Regions from separate parts of the Capra hircus genome. Here region 1 is linked to region 2. A link is a contact called in public Hi-C data. All regions are on one chromosome and are shown on one strand. The core of a region is the stretch at or near the end of the contact, and the rest is flanking DNA. Distances in the headings are between cores, read along the strand shown. Region 1 holds the start of LOC102191423 (proton-coupled amino acid transporter 1). Region 2 overlaps FAT2 (protocadherin Fat 2).

Region 1 (4,249 bases), core at 615-3,114, 78 kb before region 2:
GCGCCTGCGCACTGTATAGTCACTAAATCATAGTGCTTGGCAACTTGCCCTGTAGATTGTTGTGCAAAGGATATAAAATAAAGCAGCTGTAAGAAGCAAAGAGTTAAAGTAAAAAGATTCAAACCACTCTGCAGTGTTGGTGTTTCATTCCGTCGCTAGCAGATGTGCTCCTGTAAGAGCAGCATTTGATTCCAAGGAGTGTACACGGGTCCTCATACACACGCACTAACAATGCTCCTGTCATTGCAATCCTGCCTGCAGGTCAGCTTAGGATGACAGACAATTGGCATTTTTCACATATGCCCTCTGGTTCTGTGCCCCTGCAGAATTTCCCATCCCTTGAGCATTCTCCTATACATCAGAGTGTTGTATTGATGGTAGAGTGGTCCTACTGGATTCTCTGGATGGGCTTTTGGACACTTCGCAAAATTTTTCTCTGGGTCTGCGGAATGCATAAATCTCTTAACTCTGTAACACATTTTTTCCCCTCTAAACATACTTCATTTACCACAAAGACACTAGTGATAAAATTTACCATCATTACTCCCTTTCTAATGATCAAAAGTCACAGAGCCTGGCTCAGAGGCACATTAGAGTGTGTTGATATAGCACCAGCACTTTTCCTAGTATCTGAGTTGCTGTTTGTTCCCACAGTGAGGTCCTTGCTTTAAAGGCTGCTTTTCATTTCAACTGTGTTGCTAATTTACTAAATGGAATGCACTCTCCTTTGTCATATGCATGTTACATCTTGATGTGTTTGGCTGTTTTTAATTTCTCATTTCTATAGCAATTTCTGATTTCCATTTCCAAACTAAGAATTTTTAAGTTAACTTTTCGGCACTTGTGCCACTGAATGAATTCTTAAATTATACTGTTATGGCTTATAGAATATTTTAATTACACTAACAATAGATGTTTACACTATGGCTAGTAAATAACTCAATTCGCCCACAGAAGTTCCATATGAACAAAGGCATTTAATCTCTGGCTTCTGACAAAATTGGGCAGACACTTCTGTGTCCCAGCCAAAGTGCAGCACAGTTTACAGTTAACTCTTTTGAACATCAGTTGTGCTATTACGGGATACCCTGTGAAACTTTAAATTTGAGTGGGATTCTAAGTACCCTCGGAGAAGGCAATGGCACTTCACTCCAGTACTCTTGCCTGGAAACTCCCATGGACGGAGGAGCCTGATGGGCTGCAGTCCATGGAGTCACTAAGAGTCGGACACGACTGAGCGACTTCACTTTCACTTTTCACTTTCATGCACTGGAGAAGGAAATGGCAACCCACTCCAGTGTTCTTGCCTGGGGAATCCCAGGGACGGGGGAGCCTGGTGGGCTGCCATCTGTGGGGTCACACAGAGTTGGACATGATTGACGATGATGTGACTAAGCACCCTAAACTCTGCCTATGAAGTAGAACTTTAACATTTTTATATCACACCATCTTAAATTCATGTAATCTAGGTATGTATACAGAGACTGCGCTGTGCACCCCGGGTGTTTTTCCTCCTTAACCACATATGCTCATTCTACTTGTGCTATCTGGTAACCTCTGCATGATGTGGGACCAAGGGCTTGGAAGCAAGGGCCAAGAAACACATGACGTGTGTGACTCTGGGAATACTGCCCCTTATCTCTAGGCCTCCACTGAGAATGACAGGTTGGGCTCACTGACCCAATGGGGGCTTTCCAGCTCTGATAATCTAGAGTTAAAGGAAGCTCCCTGGAAGACTCTCTCATTCTCTTTATGTCTAGTGGTGTAAGAAAGAAGAAAAAGGAAACAAAGCGGAAAGAAAAGAAACAACTACAAGAGAAAAACAGAAGGAGCAGAAACATGTTGATAAAAGAAGAGGAAAAAAGCAAAAAGATCCCTCAATTCACAAAGTGTGAGTATGGACTTCATTTATTAACAAGTAGGTTTCAACCCATGATATTTTTTAAGAACACCAGCTGTGGAGTTACGCAGAGCTTGTCTCCTGGCTTCAACACTCAGATTCTTGTGTGACTTTGGGCATAGTTTTTCTGTCTTCTTGCCTCAGTTTGACCTATTAAGTGGAATTAAAAATAGTGATCTCATAAGATTTTAGGTGGGGAGTAAATCAGTTGTAAAGCACATGGCAAGCACCCAGGGCATCTGAGATCTTACTATCAATACTATCACTTTCCTGGGGTCACTCTGAGACACTGGGGACAGGAATTCTTCTTCCTTTAAGGTGTCTGTAAGTCGCTCTGCCCTTTCCCATCCTCATGAGGCCAAACAACTCCAATTCCTGACTGAAAAACCTAAAGAGGCAAAGAAAGCATATTATCCTCATGCTAACCAAGTTTGAGGAGGACAGTGAGAAAAATAAGAATCACTTCTTGTGTCGGTGGGCTGATCTACAGTGTGCCAAATGCTCTGATGCCCATCAGACCCTTTCTGGCTGATAGATGAGGAGGCAGAGGCTCAGGGAGGTTAAGCCCCAAGAGGTAATGTCACCTGCCCAGAGCTACAGAAGGCCGAGAGGCTATATCTCAACAGTTTTGACATAATAGCCTGCTCAGTTTCTCCAAGGAGGAACATGCAAGCCTGCATGTTCTCAGCCCTTCAGTGACATTCTCCACTCTCCTGCTTCATTAACTTTGGGTGCTGCTGAGTGGTGGGTGTGGTGAGATGATTAAGTATGTGGTCGCTGGAATTCTGGCTTCAGCCCTGATTAGCCATGTGAACATGAGTGAGTGTTTTTAATCTTTCTATACTTTTGGACTTGTGGACACAGTAGGGGAAGGAAAGAGTGGAGCGAACAGAGTAAGTAGCATCGACATATATACACTACCATGGGTGAGGCAGATAGCTGATGAGAAGCTGCTATATAACATAGGGAGGCCAGCCTGGTGCTCTGTGATGACTTAGAGGGGTTGGATGCAGGGAGGGGAGGGAGGCTCAAGAGAGAGGTGATATATGTATAATCGTGGCTGATTTGTGTTGTCGTACGGCAGAAACCAATACAACATTATAAAGCAATTTTCCTCCATTTAAAAAATAAAATAAATAAAGTCTACCTTTCCTCATCAGTAAAATGGGGATGATGCCTTATGCCTAGAATGAGAAGCTGAGATACGGCTTCTTGAGCAAGTGATTTACTGAGGAGGTATTCTCAGGAGAGGAGAAGGCAATGGCAACCCACTCCAGTGTTTTTGCCTGGAGAATCCCAGGGATGGCGGAGCCTGGTGGGCTGTCGTCTATGGGGTTGCACAGAGTCGGACATGACTGAAGTGACTTAGCAGCAGCAGCAGCATTCTCAGGAGAAGGGATGAGAGGGAAGCAGAAGTGAAGAAAAAGGGAAAGGCTAAGTGAGGATGCGGTCTCAACTGGAGACTTGCTTCAGCCGGATCCCACGGGGAATGCTGGAGCACAACTTGCATCACTGAGCTGGTCCCACCTAAAGGTCAGGGGACTGACCTTTGGATCCCATTCCCCTTAAGTAATTGGCTGTGAATGGCACTTTCCCCATCTGTCATAGAGTGTAAAGGAAATGGATTGGGGACTCAAGGAGTCTTGGAAGGAGAGATGGAGAGATAAGGGGAAACTGAGCAGGACTCATAAGGCACACACAATCTCACCATTCTCCTTATTTTTTCCTGTAGGGATATAACTGGAATTTGCTTCAAAATAATTTAGGGTACAGGGGCATTGGGTGTGGTGGTGTTTGGTTGGGATACAGACAAATAATATTGGCCAAGAACTCCCTCCAGAGTTGGGTTCACTCCCAGCACCCAGTCACATCTGCTCTTTTGAGCACCATCAGTGGTTATTCTTTTGGGGGGAGGGGGCTGTTCTGGGTCTTTTTTGTTTTGCATTGGCTTCTCTAGTTGCGGTGGGGATTACTCTTCATTGCAGGGCACAGGCTCTAGGTATGTGGGCTTCGGTAGTTGCAGCTCACAGGCTTAGTTGCCCTGCAGCATGTGGGATCCTCCTGAACCAGGGATCGAACCCATGTCCCCTACATTGGCAGTGGGACTCTCAGCCACTAGAGAAGTCCCCATCAGTGGTTATTCTTTACTAGATACAATGGTCTGTTTTCAGTCCTCTTTCTACATGACCAAGCAGTAGCATTTGACATGGCAGTCCTTCCTCTCCTAGAACAACTTTCTTCAGTTGGCTTCCAGGACGACACCACTCCTGGTTTTCCTCCTAGCTCAATGACCATGGCTTCATGGTCACTTTTGCTCATTCATAATCATCTTTCTGTCCTCCCCTATAC
Region 2 (4,376 bases), core at 1,817-4,316:
CTGTGTACTCATTGAGACAGGGAGCCGGCAGGTGCTCCCGGGGACTGGGGGGCCGCGGGGGGATCAGATCTTCCAGGTTCTGGTTGCTGTAACGGGGTGGGAGAGGTGCTCGCTTGTTTTCCAGCTCCAGTGGGAAGGGGAAGCCCCCGTAGAGGCCACTGGGGTCTGGCATCACGGCTGGGTTCTGGTGGCAGTGAGGCGACGGTGACAGAGGGCCAGGGGTGACTTCGGAGTGGGGGTACTCCCAGCGCTCCTTCCTGGAGTAAGTTGGGGGCCAGACCGTGGCTCCGCCTGGGTATACTGAAAGGGAACACATGATAGGGTGAGCTCTGAGTTTCCCAGGTGAAGGTTCCAGCTGGCCTTAGAGCTAATGTACATGACTTAGCATGTGGCAGGGAAGAGCCAAGGAGTCAGTGGGTATGCGGCCCATCTGTGTGTGTTGTCTCTGGCAGCTTAAATTAATATCTAGAATCCAGTGGGGCCAAGTTGAAAGCCAGAGGTTTAACTCAAAGCCAGCCCATTTTGCAAATCTGTGCCACTGCTTCAAGGGTCAGTGAATAAGGGAAGAATCTGAATGGCTCCATGCAGCCAACTCCCATTCCTGGAGACAGCAGCTCCATCAAAATCCTACTGGTGAGTTTTGTCTCCTTAATTGAAGGAAACAAACATGTCTTTTGGACTAGGAGATGTGATGGTGTCTATCACAGGGAGTGATTACATGAGACGTGGCTTGGAAGCTTGGTGATCAGGCATCCTTGGTCCTACCTCTATCCCTGGTCCTACCTCTATCCCTGAAGAGTTGGGAGAGTTACAACAAGTCACTGTGTCTATATGGGTCCCAGTTACCCTAATGGCAGACAGTTAATGCCAATAACTGTTGAACTATTAGTAAGTAAGTCTGGAAACATAAAGTACTTTACAAATTCACCTCCTGTTGAGCTGAAGATGAGAGGAGGGTGAAGATCCCTCCTCAGGGTGAGCCAGGTCTGGCCCAAGGCTGCTGTACCTCTAGACTGGGTGGCTAGCCAACTAGACAACTGCCTCTCACTCTCCCTTTTCAGAAAAGTGTAAATATACATGTAAGTGAGTTAAAGTCACTCAATTGTGTCCAACTCTTTGCAACCCCATGAACTATACAGTCCATGGAATTCTCCAGGCTAGAATACTGGAGTGGGTAGCTTTTCCCTTCTCTAGGTAGTCTTCCCAACCCAGGGATCAAACCCAGGTCTCCTGCATTGAAGGTGGATTCTTTACCAGCTGAGCCATCAGGGAAACCCAAGTAAATATATATAGAAGCTCCCTTTTAACCCCATGGGTCCTCCCCACCCCCATCCAGGGTCTGTGGGTTTCTGCCATGGACGTCAGTCCTGGGGAGTGACTTGGAATTTAGACGAGTGCATCACAGTTCAGTGGAACGAGGCATAGACTCTTGAGTCCAGAGGCCTGGAGTCTGGTCCAGCCCACTAGTGCACCCTGACCTTGACCACATCCCTTCGTGGACTGGATGGTGGCTGAAAACTGTCATGTCTCAGATAATGGAGTGTTTCCATCTACTGCCCTGTCCCATCGATCCCAGAGGCTAACAGCCTATGGCTATACTGACCCATCTCCTCGCCTGACCATCTCCTCTTAATGATGGCCTCGTTGTCAGGGTGGGAAGAGACCGCAGCTGGCGGGAGTCTGGGAGGAACGCTGCAGACCATGGGCCGTTGCTTAGAGCTGGGTCCGAAAGTGACAAGTTCATTTGGAGCCGAGGTCTTGCCTGGCTCCATTTGGTTCAGGTTGTTGCAGGAGCTGGTGCTCAGGGGGTTGAGCTCAATGGCAGGTGTGGCTTGGGTGTCAACACCCACACTCCTGGCCAGGAGATCTGGGTCCTCCATGGCCACGGGCTTGTGTGACTTGCAACGGCGGCAGTAGAAGAGAAGCACCGTGGAGATGACGACGATGACCAGCAGGGCCACTATGATGATCAGAATCTCCTGCTGTCCCCAGTCCCCCCTTGTGATCTCAGGGGTGACGAGGCAGTGTCCTTCTGAGCAGCCCCTGGCCTCCATTTCACACCTGCAGGGACAGAGAAGTAGAGGATGCAGTCACTGTATAGGCCTTTCCGTGTCCCCTCTTTATTTATTATTTATTTGGCTTTCTTGAGTCTTAGTTGCTGCATGCAGGAGCTTTCTTTGCAGTTCACAGATTCTCTAGTTGTAGCAGGTGGGCTCTGAAGCACTCAGGCTTAGTAGTTGCAGCCCGTGAGTTTAGTTGCCCCATGGCATGTGGGATCTTAGCTCCCTGACCGGGTGCTGAGAGAAAGGACTTTAAGATAAACATATGGGGGAATCTTGGAGAAGCCCTTTCCTTCTCTGGGTCTGTTTCCCCACCTGTAAAATGGGTGGGTGGACCACACCACTGGATCTCTTACATATACACTGACAGCAGGGTGGAGGGTCCCTTGAGAGTGTGTTATAAATAGAATCTCAGGCCTCCTTCCTTGGAGATTCCAATTTAATTGTTCCAGGAATTTTTATTTTTCATGTCTCCCTCATGATTTTTAAAGGTTTCCAAGTTGGGAATTCATAAAACCAGTGAATTGCCAGAAGCCTCTTTGTGTCTAGGCTTATCGTGGGTGACTCTCCTTCCCTGGCAACCCCAGGGCAGCATTACACAAGGCACAGGTAGCTAGTGGTGGGGCATGAGTCCACAGTGGAGCCTGTCCCGAGGGGAATCATTGCCCCCAGGCCACTTTCTGAAAAGTCAGGGGCCAGAGCAAGAGAATAAGAACTTGAGCATTTTCAGACTTCAGCAAAGACCAGAAATGCCTGAGGAGCTGGTATGTAGATTCCTGGACCCCAGCCTGGCGAGTCCAGTCCACTGGGTTCAGCAGAGGGCTTGGGCGGTCTGTCTGAATAGCAAGTGCCTCCCCTCATGGGGTGTTCCTGATGCAGGTGGTGGGAGGAAGAAGGCCTGACCCCTGGAAAAGGCCACAAGGCCAGGTCGCTGGATTACTCGGCCCCTGGCTGCCCACTGGCCTCTTTAGGGCTCAGAGGGCAGAGGTGCTGCCAACCTCAGGGAGAGGAGCCCACAGCTGGGGGCCTCTCCTGTGCTCACCTGTCTCCTGTGTACGGGTAAGGGCAGACACAGGGGGCTCCCTCGGGCGAGGAGATGCAAGTTCCACCTTCCAGGCAGGGAGTTGAGGTGCAGTTCTCCTTTCTTTGTTCGCAGTGCCTCCCGGAAAATTGTGGGCGGCACACGCAGACATATCCTGGGAGGAAAGGACAAGGAGGTGAGAGGACACACTGGCCTCGTGGTCTGGTGACTGCGGGTGGACAGAGCCTCCAGGATGGAGGGGGACCTTGAGTGTTTGCAGATCCCGGGGTCCACACTTAGCTACTGAGTGCTCCCCTCTGCCACATGCTCCGTGTTGGGCAGTGGTGCTCAGCTGGGCAAGAAGACTTGATTCCTGCCCTTAAACAACTTACAGCCTACAGGGAACAGTCATCTAACAGATACTAATGGGTATCATCATTGTCATCCTAGACAATGCTATTCAGTGTAGTCACTGTTCTAAGTGTCTTCAAGTATTAGCTCATCTGACCCACCCATTGGCTCTGAGATTGGTTGCTGTTATGGTCCTCATCATTAGTTATTATTATTGTCCTTGCGCCTGGGGACAGGTGGAAGTTGATGGCTGGCCAGGAAGCGAGGCCTGGGAATGTATGACATTGGCTCAGAGTTACACCACAAGCAAATGGCAACTGTGGGGGGGATCAAACTGAGACAGTTATATATCATATCAGTATATTAGTAATTATTATAAAAACTCATTTTATTGAAAGGAAGTGTTAGGGGAGGAAACTAGCCTAAACTAGGGACCAGGGGAGGTTTCCTGGAGGAGGTGGTATTTTAGTTCAGACCTGAAGGATGAGTAAAAATTAGCCAGGCAAAAAGATAGAGTGGCAAAGAAGAAGATGCTTTAAGCAAAGGAGAACGTGTGCAAAGATGCAGAGGAGAGAGCATGACATATCACCAGGGGCCAGGGCGGGGGTGAGCCTAGGGAGCAGAGGGGAGAGTGGGAGCAGGAGGGCCGGCAGGTGAAGGGTACAGTGCATGCGAGCCATAGGCAGGAGTAAGAAATCGGGACTCCATCAATGGCACCCCAGTCCAGTACTCTTGCCTGGAAAAATCCCATGGATGGCGGAGCCTGGTAAGACTGCAGTCCATGGGGTCGCTAAGAGTCAAACACGACTGAGCGACTCCCCTTTCACTTTTCACTTTCATGCACTGGAGAAGGAAATGGCACCCCACTCCAGTGCTCGTGCCTGGAGAATCCCATGGATGGAGGAGCCTGGTGGGCTGCAGTCCATGGGGTCACTAAGAGTCGG

Evidence for each region. A called contact is a pair of places that touch in the nucleus more often than the background predicts.
Region 1: a Hi-C map of blood shows a contact between it and region 2, with 3 times the contacts expected there. The contact joins the promoter of LOC102191423 here to the enhancer-like site in region 2. A contact is called at or near these places in 3 of 5 Hi-C or Micro-C datasets (all in blood).

The regions. Positions count from the first base shown.
Region 1 is chr7:47,766,903-47,771,151 of ARS1.2, reverse strand. LOC102191423 (proton-coupled amino acid transporter 1) reads left to right here and starts at 1,864. Exons shown (of 11, transcript XM_013965702.2): 1 at 1,864-1,891.
Region 2 is chr7:47,689,726-47,694,101 of ARS1.2, reverse strand. It overlaps FAT2 (protocadherin Fat 2), which reads right to left. Exons shown (of 24, transcript XM_005683192.3): 22 at 3,103-3,256; 23 at 1,604-2,061; 24 at 1-300. Among named protein-coding and RNA genes, the nearest start is that of TRNAC-GCA, 72 kb to the left of the region's middle. Within about 2 kb of position 3,066, at least 1 of the 5 cell types and tissues checked has an H3K27ac peak or open chromatin away from gene starts, as enhancers often do.